Regions from separate parts of the Mus musculus genome. Here region 1 is linked to region 2. The links are chromatin contacts, called in public promoter capture Hi-C maps. All regions are on one chromosome and are shown on one strand. The core of a region is the stretch at or near the end of the contact, and the rest is flanking DNA. Distances in the headings are between cores, read along the strand shown. Region 1 overlaps Gm34861 (a long non-coding RNA gene). Region 2 overlaps Atf2 (activating transcription factor 2).

Region 1 (3,267 bases), core at 397-2,896, 2.0 Mb before region 2:
TAAAAATAAAAACTCAACAACAAAAAAACCTAACCAGCACAAACCTCAAGTTTTCTACTGAAGGCTGTTTCTTCCTAAGTACCTTTCTGTATACCATATAAGAAATTAAAACTGGGGCTGGTGAGATGACTCAGTGGTTAAAAGCACTGGCCGCTCTTCCAGAGGTCATGAGTTCAATTCCCAGCAACCACGTGGTGGCTCACAACCATCTCTAGGGGGATATGATTCCATCTTCAGGCAGGCAGATATATATGAAACAGAGCACTCATCCATTAAATAAATAAATTTGAAAAAAATTTTAAAAAGAAAGAAATTAAAACTGAAAAGAATTCAGAATATTTCTTTTTCTTTACACATACTCTAAGAAGCATGAAAATAAAATAAGGTCTATTTTCCAGAATAAAAGCTTGAGAAGAACGTCCCTTCCTTTTGTGTTTCTATAAGTCTTACCAGTACTGACTTAATGGACAGCTAAGATTAATGAGCTTCCCAAGTCTGCTTCTGAATTCTCTGAGGAGGTCTCCCATGACCTGTGTCCTCTGGGAAACTTCCCTTTGCACTCATGAGAGAATGAGAGTTAAAAAGGCTAGTGCCTCAGCTGACCCCCTCAAACGATTTCTAGAATTCACGGGGGCTTCTACACCTCATCTTGAGGGCTACAGCCCTAAATATTTACTTAGTTGTCTGTGAAGCACTCACTGAGAAAGTCTAGACAAAATGCATTCCAAAAGCAATTAATGATATTGTCACAAGAAATACTATGTAAGAGTCTAATTCTCCCCTGCCTCGGACATGCAACAAATTTTGTGTGTTCTTTTTGCCATTAAAAAAAAAAAAAGGGAAAAAAAATATATACACTATTAATAAAACAAAGTTGTCAAAAATATTTAAGGCATAATGGCATAATATATTTTGATTGATACATGGAGGATTTTTCAATTTCACATAATCAAATTTTGAAACTTATTCCTACAAATTTTGAGACCCAGTCCATGGATAACCAGAAACATTATTGTGGGGCAGCTGAACTCAGTGTGACTTTTGTGATAAAGTAGGATTTGTTTGCTTGTATGATCAGACTCTCTCCCACTTTATAGACTCATAAAGTTCTTTTTACTGCTGCATTTAGATCCGTGGTAACTAGTTAAAGAGATCAGTTACTACTAAAGTAGTTTCTACTGCTATAGACAGCATGTCTCGCTAGTCCCTTATTCACAGATCCCAGCATTTGACCTTCATCCTTCCGGGTCGCTGGACTCTCTTCTTCTGAAGTGTGTTGTGGCCAACAACATTCAAGTACCAGGGACAAGTGATATTCTCAAAGACGGGTCGATGTGCTCCTAATGCCAGTGGAAATTGTTTTTCCTATTGATTAAAAACCTCCTTTCAAAGAGGTGAGGCAGTTCCTTGTGAGCTAGGACAGCACTAACACAGAGAGCCAAGCTGTAACAAGTCATTGCTCTCCAGGAACCTGTAATGCCCGAGATCCCACAGAGATGTTCCATGCTTTAAGCCTACAGACTCTGAGAAATTCTTAGTCTATATTCGGGAGAATTTGCAGAGGGAAGTAATCAGCCTTCTTAGTTCTAACAAACTGGCCACCTGCTTACTCACCACTTCCTGCCTTTTCCTTCCTAAAACGGAAGCTGACTTTGCTCTCCACAGACTCCGGCTGTGCTGTAAGAAAGCTTCTGTGAGCATACTGGGGTACACATGTACTGGGGTACACATGCCCCTCGGGTCCCTCTTACATTTACCCTCACAAAGTCTAAGAAGTTTTCCCTTCAGTGTAACTACTCCAGCCACAAACAACCACACCCTTCCAAGCTCAGATGTGAACGCTGTTTAAATCCTCGTTGGAAGTGACCTGGGCAGTATCCGCACTCGGCCTCAGAGTCTGATCCCCAGAGTCAGAGCAGAGCAAGCATCTGCTTTCGAAATGTATTTTAAAAAATATTGACATTCTACATTTGTTGTTTTGTTTGTTTGTTTGTTTGTTTTAACCAAAGATACATGCTGGTTTCTTCATGGTCTTCATTTCTATCCTCATTTTTAACACCTGTTGCTTTCTTCTTCTTCTTCTTCTTCTTCTTCTTCTTCTTCTTCTTCTTCTTCTTCTTCTTCTTCTTCTTCTTCTTCTTCTTCTTCTTCTTCTTCGTCTTCCTCTTCCTCTTCCTCTTCCTCTTCCTCTTCTTCTTCTTCTTCCTGATAGACTCATCATTTTCTTTTCTGTTTTTCAACTGAGGTCAGTGAAGCAAAGAATCAGTACAGTGAGCCAAGTGACAGTGTCTGGGAAGAGCAAGGACCAAGGCTAGAAAGTCTCTCTAGGAGAAGCCACGGCAGGAAACCCTGATTTGCATCTGTCCCCAAATAGAGTCCAGCATAGAAGGGACCATAGAGAGCCAGACTGCCAGACAAGAATATGAGAGTGCGCGTTGGGATGCCAACAAGTTGTACCACAAAGTATTCTGAGTATGGTCTTGAGTATCCTTGGTCTGGCATCTTTTATACAAATACTGGAGAGTTTGAAAGTGTTGAATACCAAATTTTTATCTCTGCTTTAAGGCATTCAATTGCCATGGCCTATCATCACACGGGTTTTCTTCAATAGAAATGCTGAATCTGCTGGGTAAAAAGTAAATATTCCGATTTGTATGTATGCTGTGTCAAAGAGGAAATTTTAATTCACATAACAGAAATTTTGATCCAAACTATCTCTAATGCTCCGTTTTGGTGAGTACATACACGTTTTAAAACTTGAACCACGGACCTCCATGGAGAAGCCACCCAGCCTGGATGACTAGTAGGCGCAAGGCTGGACAGCAAGCTAGAAGAAACTGTAAACCCAAGACTGCTGCAGCAGTTAAATACCTCACAGCAGGAACACCATTTTCCCATTCTCATCTCACCTGCAGGCCTCTAGGATCTCACAGGCATTTACAGCAAAGGTCTAGGGCCCTTGAGGGATGCCTAGTACCATATTAAGTTTCTTCAGCCAAGGCCTATGGGTGTGTTGTGGGGAGGGAGGTATAAGTGTGTGTAAATTATTACTCGGGCCTGAGCATCCTGAGAGAATTGTCAATAACTGACTAGGATAGAGCAGGCAGTAATGTCATTAGGTTAGGGCTGGCTGTCACAAGACAGAAAACAAAAAGTAGAGTTATATAAAAAGATGACAAAGGGAAGGTGTCTGATTTCATACTAGACAGTGGACACATGAAGAAACTGTCCCTATGCCATAATCTTCAAAGAGGAGTTTGCACCATC
Region 2 (3,029 bases), core at 463-2,962:
TATTATGATCTCTGAAATTAATTTTAGTATTATAATAAACAGCATCGTGATGAGTATCATTTTACACAAATATTTGTGTGTATCTCTAATTAGTTTCTTAAACTATTACCAGCTCAATATATATCTTTAAGTGGTTGTGGTGGCTAAACATGTAGATGACAAATTCAAGACTACTATAAGAAGTTGTCTTTAAGAAACAAGGGCTAAAATGAAGCAAGAGTCACTGGATTGAATTCTCGTTCCAAATTAAGTAATTAATAGACAAATAAATAAAATGTATATATAGTTATTCTCATTCCAGATGAGTGGGTGAATGAATGAATGAATGAATGAATTGGCAAATAAAATGTATAGTTATATATTGGCCCACAAAGATGGCATTCTGGATAAAAAGGAACTTGCTGTAAGGCTAAGGACCTGAGTTCAGTCCCTAGAACCCACATAGTAGAAGGAAAGAACTGATCTCTGCAGGTTGTTTTTTAACTTCCACAGATATACACACTTAAAAGAAAAAAAAAGAAATGAAATAGAAGCTCGCTCTGTTTTTGCTTTAATTAATAGTTTAGTCCTCATTAATAATAAACTATTTTTGTTATAAACACTTCAGTCTTGGGTATTACATTTTTCAGGCAATGATTTTGTGAGGTACTTAATATTTATATTGTATACTATCACTGCCCAACACAGCCCAGTGAATGTCAGCTTCATGAGTTATATCTTGCTGAAATTAGCAGTGACCTATTCTCCCTTTATATTAAATAGTATTTCTTAGGATGTTGAAGGTACTTATTATTATTAGTTGTTGTTGTTGTTGTTGTTTGAGATAGGTCTCACTATGTAGCTCTGGTTGTCCTGGAACTCACTATGTAGATCTGGCCTCAGACTCACAGAGATCTGCCTTTGCCCTCTTGAGTGCTGGGATTAAAGATATGCATCACAATACTCTGCAATAATTGATCATTGATTTTAGAAACACCAATTCGGTGATGTAATGCAAATTATATTTTTCATCTCTATGGAATGCTCTAAATTTTGCTCTACTTAATTTAAATTTTCCAGTAGATTATCACATTTTCAAATGTCCTTTGTTGATAGTGTCACGTAAGAATGGCCTATAAAAATTAGCACAGAGTTTACTTGAAGATTCTTACTATGGTGCTCATGTAAATGCCTAGGTAACTTTTAGACATTGTAGAGATTCCTATTAACTTCATTGTTTTTAGAGGAATACAGTGGTATTGAATTGAATAAAAGATACAAAATTAGATACATAGTAAAAGATTCATTTACATACTCTTTCTTGTTGGCTATATCTTTGTGTGTCACTTTAACTGACTCTACTTTGTGGTAAATTATCATATATCATAAGCTGATTCAGAGGGGAGAGGGAATACAATATCTACTTAGCCCAAGTCTTAGTGGAGTGTATGTGAGTTAATAGTTTCTGCTATTGAATAGAGTTCTTCTTCAGCTAAGCAAAAAGTAGCAAAAGGAGCTGTTTACATGAAAACAGCTCTGATTACATGAAAACTTATTTCAACCCATTCAAATTAAATAGTAGTAGTAATAATATATGTTGGAAATAACTGTAAAATCATAGATGGCTGATTCGTAGGAAGCTCTGTAAGAACTGACTTAGCATTTAAAGCAAGCATGTCAGACAGGCCTGGTAACCTGAGTTCAGTCCCCAGAGCCCCTTTGTACATACAGGAACCAACACCACAGAGTAGTCCTCTACTCCTCCCACGTAGGTACTCTGTCGTGCGTTAACACTCCACCCCACCCCAGTATTAACAAAATCTGAAAAATATGGCCAAACCTTGGAAACAGATTTCTTACCTACTATAATTTATATTAATTTACTGTGGACTCTGCATGTTTACTGTCTGCCCATTACCCTTTTCTACCTTATAAGATCCTGTCCAAAAAACTTTTCTTCATTTTCTTCCAACATTGTTGATTGAGATAAATGCTCAGGCTCTTGTTTTTGTTGACAGAAATGCTTGAATTTTGTGCATACCTGTTGCATTGTGCATTCAAATTGGGCTTTGTCTCGAAGAAATTGTGTTAATTAAATATGTTAATACTGCCAGTAGTATGATTATAATTAGTCTGCAGAGTTTATTTTTTTAAACAAATCCTTTTTAGTTTATCTAGGAAACAATTCATATATATATGTATACATATATACGTACATCATAACATTTTTCTCATTTTAACTAGTCAGTAGAAACTTAGAGGATTAGAGTAGAAAAGGCAAAGTTTCTTGTTAATTCAAATTTTCTCAGATAATTTCTCAAGGTCAGATTGACCTGTGTCCTTCACATTTAAAAAAAAATGTTGCTATCTTTGTAACTAATGGTTAATTTGATCTTTGGATATTGCATGAGAGTTTATAAATATATAACCCTTATATTTTTAGCTAGTCACTCCTTTTCTCTGAAGACAGTTTACTTTCATTTTCACATTATACAGCAGATAGGGGTTTTTTGTTTTTGTTTATTGTTGCTGCTGCCAAACATCAAACCTGAGGCCTTCTACATAGCATTTTACCACTAGACTATGCTTCCAGCTCTTATTGCTCCTTAGCATTTGTGGCCAAACTAATCCAAAAAGAGAGCACTAATTGAATAAACATTTTGGTGAAATTTCCCGAGTTTTTGCCTTTTAATTTTGACAACTCAGAGTCTTTTAAGAGTACCACTTATAGCAAGATCGTTTATAATCAAATGCTTTAATGATTGCATTCTATACAAAAGTTACTTTGGGAGGTTTTCTAGAACCTAAAATGAATCTTACATGAAGATCCATTTAATATGGAATGTAATTTTACTATAAGGATAAAGAGCAACAGTGTGAATAAGCTTTGCAATGTGTTCATTGACTTGAGAGCTTTGTTTCTAAGGGTGCTTGTCAAAACACCACTGCTAATTTCACCAGATTTGGGGAGACTTTTGAAAGGAGAAAGTAATAGGAAGATAGCCCGAGTGGGGAAAAGTTAGATTGTCCTCAGTGTCCACAGGTGAGTA

What was found. Promoter capture Hi-C pulls out the DNA fragments that hold promoters and counts their contacts.
Region 1: a promoter capture Hi-C map of pre-B cells shows a contact between it and region 2, with 3 times the contacts expected there. The contact joins two enhancer-like sites. A contact is called at or near these places in 2 of 39 promoter capture datasets (hippocampal neurons and pre-B cells) and 1 of 115 datasets of contacts at active chromatin or transcription factors (pancreatic cancer cells).

Annotation. Positions count from the first base shown.
Region 1 is chr2:75,822,325-75,825,591 of GRCm38.p6, reverse strand. All of the region lies in intron 1 of Gm34861 (a long non-coding RNA gene), which reads left to right. Among named protein-coding and RNA genes, the nearest start is that of Agps, 8.2 kb to the left of the region's middle. Within about 2 kb of position 1,646, at least 102 of the 459 cell types and tissues checked have an H3K27ac peak or open chromatin away from gene starts, as enhancers often do. A contact at or near this core is called in pre-B cells, where this site is marked.
Region 2 is chr2:73,855,889-73,858,917 of GRCm38.p6, reverse strand. All of the region lies in intron 5 of Atf2 (activating transcription factor 2), which reads left to right. Among named protein-coding and RNA genes, the nearest start is that of Gm10822, 35 kb to the left of the region's middle. Within about 2 kb of position 1,712, at least 5 of the 459 cell types and tissues checked have an H3K27ac peak or open chromatin away from gene starts, as enhancers often do. A contact at or near this core is called in pre-B cells, where this site is marked.